Linked DNA regions of Mus musculus: regions 1, 2, 3 and 4 are each linked to region 5. The links are chromatin contacts, called in public Hi-C and HiChIP or PLAC-seq maps. All regions are on one chromosome and are shown on one strand. Each heading gives the region's core, a stretch centred on a gene start, on an enhancer-like site or on the middle of the called end of the contact. The rest is flanking DNA. Distances are from core to core; before and after follow the strand shown.

Region 1 (2,700 bases), core at 173-2,672, 230 kb before region 5:
CCTGTGGAGTTGGAATTCTATTCAGAAAGGTCTTGCTAAAGCTTTCTGTTAAAGAGCACCCCTATTTCTGTCCAGCAGTTTCATTACCTCAGAGGGGAAATTCAGGTCTTTGATCTGCTTTAAAGTTAATTGTGTACAAGGTCAGTGGTGTGGATTTGATTTCTTTCTTCTGCAGGTGTATATCCAGTTTTTCTAACACCCACCTTTAAAAACAAACAAACAACAGTGACAAACCCTGGATCTCTCACTGGGACCTAGGGCTCACAGTTAGGCTAGGCTGGCCAGCCAGCAAGCCCAGGGGCCCACCTGATGCTGTCTCCCCAGGGCTGAATTTAAAGTACTTGTCTTGTTTCACGTGGACTCTGGAGCTTGAATTCATTACTGACTGAGCTGGCTCTCGAGCCCCTGACTTCCTATTATGAAAAGACTGTTTGTTCTCTTTTAGAGAACATAGACAAGCCCTTGCTCCAGCCTCCACAAATATTTCTATAGAAGGGTTCAAGGATCAGGTTGATAGGACCCCTTTCCCACCAAGGACTTCTGCTATCAGAAGCCAAAAGCCTTATTACAGTTTGAATATATCTTCATTGTGTCCTCTATTGGATATCTGTATGAGCAGGTTGGGGTCTAGGGCAAGTCATTATGTCATAGGGTGCATCATCTTTGAAATATAGTTTTAAGGGGCCCTGGTTAGTTTTTATAAGCAGCATCTTAGCTGTGAGATCCTGGCATGAGAGCTAATTCAGTAATGTTACTGCCTTCAAAGCTTGAGACCTGGTCTGCTCCCTCAAGAGCCCACATAAAGATGGCATGCACTTGTTATCCCAGTGCTGGGGAGGCAGAGACAGGCAAGTCTCTGGCACTAGCTAGCCGGCTAGTCAAGCAGCCTACTTGGCAAGCTCCAGGACAATGGAAGCCACTGTCTCAAAATAACAGCAACTGAGGAATAGCAGCCAATGTTATCCTCTGGCTTCCACATGCCACACACGCACATGCCACACACGCACATGCACACACGCACACAACCATATACATATACACACTCTTACGGACACAGAAAGTTAGGATCCCTCTACTAAGAAACAAAGCAGCAGGAGCCCTCATCTAGGTTGTGATAAGCTAATGTTATACCTTCTAATGGCCACAGTTGCGATCTAGATGTGTTTCTTTTCTTTAGTAAGTATCCAGCCTCCAGTCTTTTGCTATAGTAACAGAAAATGGACTGGTACACACTTCATGGGACCAAGACCCTTTTTCAGGGTCATAAGCATTGTTCCTTTAACAGGCCCGCTCCTAACACTTTAAGCAATCTTACGATAAGTGGGGACACTCCCGGGTAAAAAGGCCACTACGCTTCAGCCTGTTTTTAGGCATGAATCATATTCATTGTCTTTTGTATACAAAGTGGATGACTCAACTCTGGAAGCCACCTTCTTGTAAGATGGCCTTTGCCTGGCCCGGTGAGCAAAGGCTTAGTCAAATGTTCTACTTCAGGTTAGTCTGTAATTAACAGATAATGTTCTCACTGTTGGAATAGCCCTGTTAGATGATATAAGTCCCCACTCTTAACTCACTTCTGTCTCCAACCGGAGTTACAGCCGACGAAAAGGCAAATTGTGCCATCCCCCTGCCTACAGACTCGTAGGCTTCCCCAGCTCTCTTGACATGGAACCCTCCATCTTTAGGACCTCTCTGGAGGCACTCATACAACCTAGCTCATATCCACTCTGACTTCATTCTCTACAGCTTCCCATAGCCACATCTGGGGCTAGAACACATGCCCCTGCTGCAGGTTTACCCTTGCTGTTCTTCTTTCCTGGGTGCCTATTCCCCCACATAACACAAGGTTCGCACTCGCCACTCAGTTCTCCTTGTAGTTGTAACCCTCTTCGTTCACACACAGGCACACTATATGCAGCTCCATGACTTGAATCTCTATGTCCTTTAGCCATTATGAATATGCTCTAAAGCCCTGAAGGTCTGAGATATAGCCAAACTATTCTCAGGACAACACAAATGTATTGTCACCCTCTCATGCCACCCCGATTTGCTGCTGGCATTTGTACCAGAATCATGAAAGCAAGGGAGGACAGTGCTGTATGCGTCTCTCCAGATGTGGTCCCACTCAGATAACAGCTGCATAAGGAAGAACTGGTTTCACATTGCTTTCACTTCATTGAAGGTGTTCTGTTTGATGCCACATCAGAATCAAACCAGCAATACTCTCTAAAAGTCAGTTGTGATGTGGAACCTGAAGTTGTAACAATACCATGTTTCATTAAATTCCCCCAAGAGTCCTGTACTTCCAATGTGCCTTTTACCCACATTGATGGCATTGGTGGTCACTAGACCCCCCGCTACCCATTCACTGATTAAAGGTCTCAGTTTCATGACTCCTGGAGGTACTATGTAAATGAATAATTCCATTAGGTCTAGGTCCTTGAGCACAGTTCTTCAATTCTCTAAGAATATTCATAAAGCCCTCTTCCATCAACCAAAATAGAGCCGTTGACTCAAAGGAGACTGTGTGTGGCATTGTGTGAGTTGCTAGCTTAGGTATCTGGCTATTGTATCGCAGACCAAATTTTACTTGAGACACTGCCTCCTTATAGACAGTCATGCTAACTTGGGTGTGGGTCTCTCCACAGGTACCTTCTAGAAAATAACTGTTGGTATTTGTAGCCAAAGATAAAATACAGG
Region 2 (2,700 bases), core at 32-2,531, 180 kb before region 5:
TTGCCAGAAACTTCCAACATTTTAAAGTTACTTGGACCGGCACCTTTTTTTTTTTTAAATTACTTGTAGACAACAACACCCAGAGTGTGACAGAAGAGGAAAATCAAATGGCATCTGCGTGCCCAGCATTTATGTGGCGTTATCAGGGTCATGGAGGAATGAATTCAGGTTTTCCTCCCCTAACCAGTAGCAGCAGGCGTACATTAGGATATTTTCTGAGACTTGGTCATAGGTCTCTGCTCATCCCTGCTATAATGTATTACTTAAAGTCAAAATCTTCCATCCATTCACCAGAATATATTGAGCATCCGATGAAACCCAGGGAAACAAGCTAGTAGTTAGGCAGGCTCTTCAAGTTCATCTCCCACCGGTCCCCATCACAAGGACTTCAAGAGAGGGCAGGGCATGTTCTTTCAGGAAAGACTGCATTGTCTTTCTTCCTCAAGTCCACGCAGAGTCAAATATGCTGATCACTCTTATCTATGCTGTGTGAGATGTGGCCATGCATCATTTGGCCTACTGAGTCAAGGTTGCCTTGTCCTACATCTTCAGAGACTTCAATATCTTCCCTCCTCCTCCTCCACCTCCTCCTCTTCTAAGCCCCACAGACTCTGCTGCTCCTCAGATCCTTCAGATCCATGTCCATCTCATCTTTCCTGACAGTCTCAGACCTTTTCCTCAGCACCTGATATGGGATCTGACAAGTAGAAATCCATGCAAGCATTTGTTGAATGGCCGATGGCATGCTGTGATGTTTGGAATGGGGAATAGCCACTGATGTGTTAATTCAGCATTGACCATTGGTGTGAGGACAGTACCACACTCATGCTTGGTCATCACTGGAGTCATAGGCAAGACAGACAGACAGACAGACAGACACACAGACAGACAGACAGACAGACAGACAGACAGACAGACAGACAGACAGAGACAGAGACAGAGAGAGGTGGGGATCAATGCTGGATCCCCATAGCCAAGCAGAGTTCAATTAGAGTCTACATGGACAGGCTGACTGCCATAGGAAAACCAACAAAACTAGTTTTATCTCAAATTTTGGCCTGTTATTTAAAAAAAAAAATCAAGTTTTCTAAGGAAATGTTTGAGCATTTATATCCCAGATGCCCTGCCCCTCCCCCCCCCCAAAAAGTTAACTCAGTGTGACTCGTAACTTAAATTCTTCTATGAGCATCCCCATCTCAGTTACAGTAAATATGGCTCATAGCAGACCAAATAGGCAAGCATCTTTGTCATCTTCCTTCACCAAAATGACCTGGGAACTCAACTCTCAGGAAGAAAGCCCTCTGGCATACAGATTAGATGCTGACCACAGGAGAGTATCTGTCAGTAGCTGTTAGACACTCCCTCTTTCCAGATCTCAAACTCCAATCTTTATTTATTAAAGAGAGAGCTATGCACCCACAAGGCTTAGACCTGTGCCAAGCTGACTAAAACTAACAAGAGCCCAAAGGGAACTAAGCACACACTTAGAGCCACACCGATCTTTCTACCAAACCTGGGCTATCATTTCCTAGTACACAACTAAGAGGATTTCTGATCCTGCTTGCTTTGGCCATCAAAACATCTTTGCATACCCTTCCTTTACCCATCCACTGGCTGGGTGCATACTGGCCTTGACCTTGGAGAAGACAGTCTCTTCTCTCTTAGCCTCCTCAGTTCCTGCTCCACCCCTGCATGTCCGGTCCTGACAAGAGCCACCCACACTCCAACCTGTGGGTAGCTCCCCCCCCCACTCCAAGGAGAAAACAAAACAAAGAACCAATCAAAAGCATGGCTGAAGATTAGATAGCAGATTTTAACCAGCTCAGAAGCCATGTCGAATTATCACCCAGTGCCTTATGACACATGACGACACCGTAACATTCAAAGATGAATGAAGGATGGCTGGCCTTCAGTGTCCCCCTACCTTGTCAAGGTACAGTGGCAAAGGGTTGCCCCTTCTCTGCCTTCTGGGCAGGAAGTCTTCTTCGGCTTTTGCATTCCATCCAAAAGACAAAAGAGGGGGTGGGTTTCTCTGAACCCTTGCCAGGCCGTACTGAGGTGGGTGTTGGGTCTTTTGAAACTGTCAGAGTGAGCATGCTTCTGATTATAGGGTTCCCAAGACTCTGAGCCAGCCTTTTTTTTTAAGCACATACATTTTCTTCCTGGACCAGAGCCACGTTGCTCTGGCTATGTTAATCCCCCCAGTAGTCACACTGCTTCCCAGGGCATCCAGGGAGTTGCTTGTTTTAGGGAAATCCTGTCAGTTTGAACTCGGTTCAAGAATGTGCCCAGAGTACTTCAGGCCAGGAGAAAAGAAGATTCTGCCTGGAGAGTTGAAAGTACTTGATAGTGTGGGGAGAGGTGATCTTGGAGTCAGGAAGTAATGAGTAGATTCAAGGAGTCAGTTAGCCCTATGGCCATCTGACCTGTGACCTTGGAGATGAACTCGCTACTGGAAGACTCTCAGAATGACTGACAGGTGAAGGTTGGTTTTATACTAGTGAGGCCAACTGAAGGGAAGGAACCTCCTCTTCTTATAGGTTCTCTGGGCCCCTGTTGGTGTCTGAGAGACAGACTTCTCAGTAGCGTCTATAGCTTCTAAGGAAAGCACATTCCACATTCCAAACTCCAGGGTTTTGCTTCTTATTTTCCTGGCTCATTAAGACTTTCTGGCCCCACGTCTCTACACAGAGAAGAAGA
Region 3 (2,700 bases), core at 141-2,640, 210 kb before region 5:
GTCTAGCAAGTTTGAGAAGAAGGAGTTCTGGGTGGCATGAGGCTCAGGAGAGCAATGTAGAGAATGGAATGAACCGTCAGCTGTTACCAGTATTTTCTCCTCCCTCCTCCATTTTAACTGATCGGTGATCATGTGATGGTGAGTATTCACTGTCACCTTGAGCAGATTTTGAATCACCTAAGATCTGGCCCACCACTGGGTATGTCTGTGAGGCTGTTTCCTCCTAGACTGAACTGAAGAGAGAGAGAGAGAGAGATGCTCTTTGACTATGGGTGGCACTGTCCCATTGGCTGGGTGCTCGACTGAATGAAAAAGGAGTGGAGCAGCTGAATTGCTTTTCTCTGCTTCCAGAGTGGGTGCAATGTGATCAGTGGCCTCACACTACTGCAACAACGCCTTCCCAACATCAAGGTCCATAGACTGTATCCCTGTAAACCTTGAGCCAAGAGCAATCTTTCCTTTTTTAAGTTGCTTTTCTCTGGTGCTATGTTACAGGGATAAAAAAAAATAAGTAACTAAGACATCCATTCTGAGGAAAGCTCACATTTCCAGTCTCCCTCACAGAGAGCTGGTTGTAGCCAAGTCAATCGGGCATAAGCGGACTAAAGTAGAGGTGTTGTGTTCCATCCGTCTTCCTGGGGTCCTGCCATTTGCAGTCTGCTTTGACCATGAGGTGAAAGCAGAAAATTGCCTTGAGAACTCTTAGAATGTGTTCTCTCTCTCTCCCTCTCTTTCTCTCTCTGACTCTCTCTCTCCCTCTCTCTCCCTCTCTCTCTCTATCTCTCTTTCTGACTCTCTCTCTCTCTCTCTCTCTCTCTCACACACACACACACACACAAGAGAGAGAGAGAGAGGGAGGGAGGGAGAGAGAGAGAGAGAGAGAGAGAGAGAGAGAGAGAGAGAGAGAGAGAGAGTTGGGTTATAAAAAGGACAAGTCCCAATTGTTGGGTCAGGATATGGGAAATAATGGTTTGAGAAGGAAGGAGGCGAGAAATGGCCTTAGTTCAAGGCTCAGAACTGGGAACTTTTCCTTTCTAGTTCTCTGGAGTCTGGGTGGCCTTTTCCCAGCTACACCCAGGCCTCCAGCAAGGCTCAGTTGTGACACACCTCAGTAGAGGCAGCCCTTGGAAACACTTCCCCAGGAGCCTGGAGGGCTGGGGAAACTCTCTAGCCCCGGGGCCTGCAGGAGAGCAGGTCTGTGGGAAGAGGGTGAGGTGTCTGAAGGCACAGAGACTCTCAGTACTGCGTCTGGGCCTCCGGCCTTTGATGGCTCAGGCTTGGCTGGCTGGCTGGCTGCCCGCTCCCTTCGGAACAGCCGACACTAAAGGGAGGGCTGAACAAGTGTCTGATGAACTCAGCCCAATAATATTCACTTCTTTTATTTTCCAGGAATGTCATGAGCCCCACAGGGTGATCTTCTGGTTTGAAGACCTGGTGAGTCAAGTCTATACAGACCTCTGACTCAGTTTCATCCCGAGTTCTCAGCAGACATCTCCCAGGAGCACGGCTCAGCGGGAGAGCAGAGCAGGGATACCTCATTAGGAGAGGATAGAAGAGCTCTGAAGCAGGCATGAGACAGGCTAGAGTACCCAAGATCACACGGGCCACATTGATAGTAATAGCCTATGTTCAGTGACTTCTTACTAAGTACAAAATCATGCATTCGCTCCACCAATCTTTGTGGCCAACTTGGCATGGCTTCTGCCATTAATTTTATACTACTGAGGAAACTGAGACCTAGCTAAGTGAGGCACCGTGCGCCCTGACCCAGAGCAGGTAGCTTATTCTAGAAAGGCTACTCTGCTGTGGACAGGACAGACAATTCGGAGGCATGAGATAGTGCAGAAAAAAAATTGTGAAGGGTACATTGTGTGTGTGTGTGTGTGTGTGTGTGTGTGTGTGTGTACACGTGTGTATACTTGAATTCCAATCTGTATCCCCTTCATTTCAATTCAAATGTTGTTTAACAAACTGCCTCCGAGAAGCAGCATAATGAGCAGCTTCAGATGGGATGGGCTAGCTGAGGCCACAGAGGCAAAGCCTGTGCTACAGCCCATGGAGCCAGGCCTTCACAGAGGTGACTGGACCACAGGTACCAGATCCTCTACTTTTCCCCTCAGCACTGCCCATTGCTGTATGCACTGAGCTCCACTGCAGAAGGGGTCAAAGGGCAAAGGCTGAGCATGTGGGAAATCCATGGTCTCCATCCCTGGTGATGTTGCCACAGTGTCACACCCAGAGCATCGTCAGCGTGGATGTCTGTGTAAGCTACCCAGCCTATCAGTCTCTTAGGCTAAGGAGTCAGTGTCCTGGTCAGCCACTGAGTTAATGAAGGGAAGTTAATGCTACAAAGGGGTAGCAGCAGCGGGGGGGGGGGGGGGGAGGCAACCACACAGCCTGGGTGTAGCTTAAAGGACATTTCCTTGGGGTTCCTTCAAGGAAGGAGACACAGAAGTAAAAGGAGTCTGTGCATGTAGGGTATCAGCAACATTATCCACAATGGGCAAAGGGACCATAACCAGGCCCACTGTGGTACAGAAGGAGAGATGTCCACATACAAAGGAATACTATTCTGCCCTAAAAAGGAAGAAAACCAGATACCCTCTACAGCATGGTCAGTTAGTACACAGACACCATCTGGCTTCCTTAGATGAAGTTCCCAGGCTAGACAAATGCACAGAGACAGAAAGGGTCACGCAA
Region 4 (2,700 bases), core at 57-2,556, 160 kb before region 5:
ATGAACGCTGTCCCTCCACCACAGAGTGCTACAGCTGGGGAGAAAGGGCTGTCATGTGCAGGGCATATGTTCAAAGTTGGCTGGTGATTATAGCGGCTTAAAACACTGTGTTCTAGATTAGCTGCTTGGGGGTTTCTGAAGCTTGTGCCGAAATCAGAGATGCCGTGGGGATGACATCTTCCTTATCTGTGAAGTGATGTGATATGGAGTTACTCAGCAAGCAAACCCCAGAGACCACAGAGCAAGGAGCCTGTCCAGGAATTCCACTGCCGGCCGCTAGCCAGATGTTCAGGTTGAAGTGCCTCTCGAGGCTCCATATGTCTTGTCTCTCAGAGATGAGATTGGGCAGCTATTTCAAAGCTGCATTTTTAAGCAGGGAGGGCTGGCTACCTAGTCATCGTGATGGTAGCATGTCTGATTCAGGGCGGGGGTGGGGGTGGGGGGCGGAGGGTGTGAAAGCAAGGCAATGAAGATTCCTAAAAGCATGATAAGAGAGATAAAGACTCACAGATGGACTGATCCAAGCGTCCCAAGATCATTGTCCCCAGGAGAAAGTCAAGAAAGCACAAGTAGCAAGAATGACCTGGTTGAGAAGGAAAGGTGCCTGGGGGATGAGGTGATGTGAGGTTGAGGACCAGGGAGCCAATCAAGCTCCTGGAAGGCCAGCCCCCTGCAAAGGGCATAGGAGGACACACTCCAATAGCTAATTAAGTCTCCGATGCCATCAGGAACTTGGACTTGCCTGAATTGGGGAGGTGTGAATTTACAATGAAAGCTTACCTTGACACCCACATGTGCTCTCCCATTCTGCCCCTGCCTTGCTGAAGGGGCTTTGGAATATTATATAACCTGTGTCAGCGCCCCAGGAGCCATGATTGTGAAATGGCTATCAGGGAGGTAAGAGGTGGAAAAAGTCAATTGGCAATCTGCACCCCTCCAGCCTCAGGGATGTTCTGTAAGCAGAGATGATAAGAGAAGGAAAATTCTAACATCAGAATGACTTTAAAGAATGGCAGCAAAAATAATAATAATAATAATAATTCTTCATTCCTGCTACTAGGCTACTATGGGTCCATTCATAATATTGCCTGCAAGGATATGTCTTCAGAAATCTCTGAAGCAGACTCTTTCTCAACCTCAAGGGAAACTAGGAAGCCCTCTAAAATGCACTTCTGACCCCAAACTAGTACAGGAAGAAGACATCGAGTATACTCAGCTGGGAGCCAGGTGCAGCTGGCACCCCTTGATGGATCAAACTGGTTCTAAGAGTGACTCACCTTGATTACACCCTTGGGACATCATTCATGGATATCATCTGTCCCCTGAGACTTCCAAAAACACGAGTCATGGCAAAACACACACACATACATACACACACATTCAAAGCCTCGGACAATTGGGCCATTGTTCACAGCAGAAAAAAAAAGAGGCACACCCTTTATCTAAGATAAAAAGAAAATGCAGAAAGCAATGAAGTGAAATCTACCTTGTCTAACCTGAAAAACGGCTGTTGGATTAGAGAGCGCTCTGAGATCTGTTTGCAGCCAGACACCTTCTGGAAGCGACTCAGCAAGCAGAAGACTCATTCAGCCAAGGATCCTTGAAATGATAAGGTGTTCCTGCCACCTGTCCCCAGGTCCCCTTTCAGGGCTCTCTTTCCAGTCGGTGTCATCCTCGTTCTAGAGCCTCAGCACCTGGTTAATTAGACTTCTCTTTCTTCTAAGATGTGTGCTCAGAATTTCGCTCTCTTTTGTGCCAGGGAATAAAAGTTTAGAGGTGGAAGCTAATTTCAGCTCTTGGAGAGCACCCAAGAGAAGGTGATATGTCTTCATGGCTAGAAGCTCATTGGCTTGGGAGGTTTTCCACCATCTTGCCCTTCATTCTTGCACAGGACAGAGGCACTGTCTCTACAGGACAGATGTCATACACCGGCCTCACTGTGTGGCCTCGTTGTGGCATCTTATCCCAAATGCCTGCCCCCCAAGATGACTTTCTAAAGCTGGGGAAATTGCTCAGAAAGCACAGTGACTAGTGTCCAAGCAGCAGGCCCTGTGCTCAGATTCACAGCACACACATCAAAAAGCTGGGCATGGCAGCATGCTCCCAGAATCCCATCGGAAGGGAGGGAGACACTGGAAGATCCCTGGGGCTTGCTGGCCAGTCAGTATACCCAATCAATGAAGGTCAGATTCAGGGAGAAACCCTGTTTCAAAAAATAAAATGGAGAGTGACTGGAGAGATCACCCAACATTGACCTCTGGCTTCCACAGGGAGATGCACAGCACAGAGAGGGAGAGAGGGTGGTCTTTCTACAAAAAGCTACTGATCTGGGAAGACTTAGCCAGACACATTGTCTAAGGCCAAGTTTAGAATATATACAACCTTGCTGAGCCAGTAGCACAGATATGGAGCTTGAGAGATTTTAAGTTCTGCCTGTTTGTGCCCTTAGCAATGTTGAGGCAACTTCTTCCATATCTTGGAGGGAGAGAGGTATAAAATATTGTCCTCAAGGTTCCTCCTTACTGCTCCTTGTCCCTGCTGATCTCAAGAGTAAGCAACCAACCAAAGCTTCATATAAAAACCCAGCCAAGGGCTAGAAGATAGCTTATCAGGCTACGTGCCTGCTGCCTAAGTCCAGTGCCCAGTGTTCAGATCCCCCAGAGCCCATGTAAGAGTACAGGTGGGATGATGCAGATACCA
Region 5 (2,700 bases), core at 94-2,593:
AACAATAACAAAAACATATTCTGAAGTAGTGTACCAGCCATGAACAGTACACTCAGCCCCCTGTGAGAACCGACCCACAGCCAACGACGGTGCTTAATGCTGGTGTCCGAGGTCTCCAAGAGGAGCAGAGACTTATGATGCGTGCACTCTGGCTGTCTCTGTTTACTTTCTACATCTTACTTGCCAAGACCTTGGCAAGTAGAAATCACTCAGCAATTCTTCCTCTCTGCCTTGAACTCTGCTCCTACAGAAGGAGGTTCCCATCACATTTATTTATTTATTTATTTTGCTCATGAACACAAGCCTGACTTAACTGTTTCTGGAGATGTTATAAGTTAAAGCCTCAACCTTCAATTTTTAACGGAAAGGCTTTGGTCTACTAGCAAATAGGCTTTCAGCACCAGAGAACAGCAGACTAGTAGAGAACAGCAGACTAGTAGAGAGGTTACCAGAAGCACAGGGTAGCCTTTCACTTGCTACTTGGGCGCCACATCATAAAGAGTCTCTTCTTTTAACCATCATTTATAAAGGCCGTATTAATCCTTAAGAACTCAGTGTTTTTATGTTCTCTTTGCTTCCCAAATCACTTCAAAGTCAAGAACAATTACGTTCCCATAAGTTGCCCCAATTAAAACTTACACGTGAATTTTATGTGAAGGGAAAGCCATGCTTCAGTTGACAGCATAAATGTCATCAATATGAAAATCCTACCTAGGAACAATTATGGCCACAAAAAAAAAGTAAAACAATCACTCTCTCTCCCACTATCATCTGTCAGTATAAACTATGCTATACAAATCAAGTAGCCACTGGGTAAAATACTACATGACCCAAAACAGAAGCAAGGGATCTCTCAGTGATCTATCACAAGTTGTTTCTCAGAAGAAAGAAAAGCCATTTTCATAAATAAGAAACCTCCCCATTTTAAAAAAAAATCAATCTTTTTTTTTCAGTCCCTAGCACTATTTTAAGAACAAACCGTTCCTGACCTGAGAAAGTACTGACACATTCGAATGGAGCCTGCGTGTGGATTGAGAACCCTAGAACACACGTATCATTTGAATGCTATATTTAGTTAGAAATAAATCCATCAACTGGGATGGGATGCATGTGGAAAGTGGGCCTCCCCAGCAAGGCTGCTGTTAACTCCAGTCCCAGGCGATGAGAAAGCAAGCCTAGCGGGGGGGGGGGGGGGGGTAGCCAGGGGAGTGCACAGGAGGGACATGAGCATGTTTTAACGGCTGTGATAATTTGCCATGAAAGGATGCTAAGGCCATAGCTCCTTGCTGCAGCATGCCATGCGCTCCTGAATTAAATTACTGCCATGCAGTCTGCTAGCGAAGGAATGTGTAAACAGGCCATATAGCCTTGCATCAGTCCCAGACTCTTGCACAACGCAAAATGCCTCTCGATGTGTCATTTCCTTCTTGGCCACCTTCCCAGCTCCTGACAGTCAGTCAACAACAGAAAGAAAAGTACTGAAAGAGATTTAAAACTGCTCTTCTAGAGAGCACATTCCACCAAATTCTACCAGACACCAGGGCCAACCTCCACCAGCACTGTTTCCTTAAAGAGAGGGGGTGAGTACGGGAAGGGATCTTCCTGCTGTTACTAGAATTTTAAAATAATATTTTATATAGTAGGGGGCCAAATGACTGGCATCTATACCAATCAAGCTGCTCTTTATAGATGCAAGTTTGCAAATATCAAAATATGGAACTTGCCTGTAATTTCCTTTGCTTGGGGACCTTGGAAAACAGTGAGCAAGCCAGGTGAAAATCTAGTAGTCAAATGCTTAGGGCTGAGGAGACGGTCTGATTAGTAAAGGCCTGCTACACAAACCTGAGGCCTGAGTGCAGAGTTCCTCACACCCGCATTAAAGGCTGAGCACAGCAGTGCAGGCCTGAGGTGCCAGGGCTGAGGTGGAAGACCCGTGAAGATCCTAGGGACTCATCTGCAGACTCAGTGAGAGACCTGGCCTCAGAAACGACATTAACCTTTGACCTTCACACAACGCTCACAAATGTGCATGTAGACCCCACACACTTGTGCTATATGCACACACGCACACACATTCATATGTAAGCATGTACACCCACCACCACACAGTTACCTACACATGTGCATGCAGACACACACACACAGACACACACACATACACACTTACATGTGTACATGCACCCCACACACATGTGTGTACATGAATATGTACACACAGACACAGAGAAAGAGAGACAGACAGACAGATAGACTGACAGGCAGGCAGGCAGAGACATAGAGGGAGAACTTAAGGGCTTTTTATTCATGTTTCTCAGGGAAAACTAGACTTCAGGCTACTGGCATCAGTACAGGGCCCAGGAAATGCCTTCATAGACAGCAGGGATGTAGAGATAGGAAGCTCTCCCAGAAACAGCACATAATCTTAAAGTGTTTCTACACTTCATCCATGTGACACAGCTTACCTGTCCCCGCCCACCTCTGTTCACGAGTGACCAGTCTCTAAATACTCATCCACCATTCCTAAGCAAGCAAAAGTCACGGCCAGCCATCAGAAAAAGCTCAAGAAGGATACAAAGTAATGGCAGAGAAGAAGGGTGAGCCATCCCAGATGTTATCTGGAATGAGGAAGAGAAAGCCTTAACCCTCCAGTCCTCTCCAGCACTTCATAGGCCTGGGGGACAGCCCAGAACCCAATAGAGC

What was found. HiChIP or PLAC-seq counts read pairs in DNA pulled down with a chosen protein or histone mark. Hi-C and Micro-C count contacts between places; a contact is called where the count stands out from the background.
Region 1: a contact with region 5 is called in a FOXA1 HiChIP or PLAC-seq map of pancreatic cancer cells. The contact joins two enhancer-like sites. A contact is called at or near these places in 2 of 39 promoter capture datasets (cranial neural crest and pre-B cells), 5 of 484 Hi-C or Micro-C datasets (CD8 central memory T cells, cochlea, embryonic fibroblasts and 2 more), 6 of 115 datasets of contacts at active chromatin or transcription factors (bone marrow-derived macrophages, effector CD8 T cells, embryonic fibroblasts and 2 more) and 1 of 9 other capture datasets (embryonic stem cells).
Region 2: a contact with region 5 is called in a CTCF HiChIP or PLAC-seq map of the NIH/3T3 cell line, with 16 read pairs. The contact joins two enhancer-like sites. A contact is called at or near these places in 7 of 39 promoter capture datasets (the 3T3-L1 cell line, 3T3-L1-derived adipocytes, epiblast stem cells and 4 more), 1 of 15 datasets of contacts at CTCF or cohesin (the NIH/3T3 cell line), 2 of 115 datasets of contacts at active chromatin or transcription factors (CD8 T cells and embryonic stem cells) and 1 of 9 other capture datasets (embryonic stem cells).
Region 3: a contact with region 5 is called in a Hi-C map of the C2C12 cell line, with 2.4 times the contacts expected there. The contact joins two enhancer-like sites. A contact is called at or near these places in 2 of 39 promoter capture datasets (3T3-L1-derived adipocytes and epiblast stem cells), 1 of 15 datasets of contacts at CTCF or cohesin (the NIH/3T3 cell line), 4 of 484 Hi-C or Micro-C datasets (the C2C12 cell line, embryonic fibroblasts, muscle stem cells and 1 more) and 3 of 115 datasets of contacts at active chromatin or transcription factors (the NIH/3T3 cell line, embryonic fibroblasts and pancreatic cancer cells).
Region 4: an HNF4G HiChIP or PLAC-seq map of pancreatic cancer cells shows a contact between it and region 5. The contact joins two enhancer-like sites. A contact is called at or near these places in 5 of 39 promoter capture datasets (the 3T3-L1 cell line, hippocampal neurons, liver and 2 more), 2 of 15 datasets of contacts at CTCF or cohesin (CD8 T cells and the NIH/3T3 cell line), 4 of 484 Hi-C or Micro-C datasets (the MNK3 cell line, adipose-derived mesenchymal stem cells, cortical neurons and 1 more) and 4 of 115 datasets of contacts at active chromatin or transcription factors (CD8 T cells, effector CD8 T cells, memory CD8 T cells and 1 more).

What each region holds. Positions count from the first base shown.
Region 1 is chr17:44,474,704-44,477,403 of GRCm38.p6, forward strand. No RefSeq gene overlaps it. Among named protein-coding and RNA genes, the nearest start is that of Runx2os3, 86 kb to the right of the region's middle. Within about 2 kb of position 1,423, at least 19 of the 459 cell types and tissues checked have an H3K27ac peak or open chromatin away from gene starts, as enhancers often do. A contact at or near this core is called in pancreatic cancer cells, where this site is marked.
Region 2 is chr17:44,526,655-44,529,354 of GRCm38.p6, forward strand. It overlaps a transcript of Runx2 not described here. Among named protein-coding and RNA genes, the nearest start is that of Runx2os3, 34 kb to the right of the region's middle. Within about 2 kb of position 1,282, at least 16 of the 459 cell types and tissues checked have an H3K27ac peak or open chromatin away from gene starts, as enhancers often do. A contact at or near this core is called in the NIH/3T3 cell line, where this site is marked.
Region 3 is chr17:44,499,226-44,501,925 of GRCm38.p6, forward strand. It overlaps a transcript of Runx2 not described here. Among named protein-coding and RNA genes, the nearest start is that of Runx2os3, 61 kb to the right of the region's middle. Within about 2 kb of position 1,391, at least 68 of the 459 cell types and tissues checked have an H3K27ac peak or open chromatin away from gene starts, as enhancers often do. A contact at or near this core is called in the C2C12 cell line, the NIH/3T3 cell line, embryonic fibroblasts and 2 more, where this site is marked.
Region 4 is chr17:44,546,800-44,549,499 of GRCm38.p6, forward strand. It overlaps a transcript of Runx2 not described here. Among named protein-coding and RNA genes, the nearest start is that of Runx2os3, 14 kb to the right of the region's middle. Within about 2 kb of position 1,307, at least 23 of the 459 cell types and tissues checked have an H3K27ac peak or open chromatin away from gene starts, as enhancers often do. A contact at or near this core is called in the NIH/3T3 cell line and pancreatic cancer cells, where this site is marked.
Region 5 is chr17:44,708,673-44,711,372 of GRCm38.p6, forward strand. The region is part of intron 3 of Runx2 (runt related transcription factor 2); the gene reads right to left. Among named protein-coding and RNA genes, the nearest start is that of Runx2, 27 kb to the right of the region's middle. Within about 2 kb of position 1,344, at least 161 of the 459 cell types and tissues checked have an H3K27ac peak or open chromatin away from gene starts, as enhancers often do. A contact at or near this core is called in the C2C12 cell line, the NIH/3T3 cell line, embryonic fibroblasts and 2 more, where this site is marked.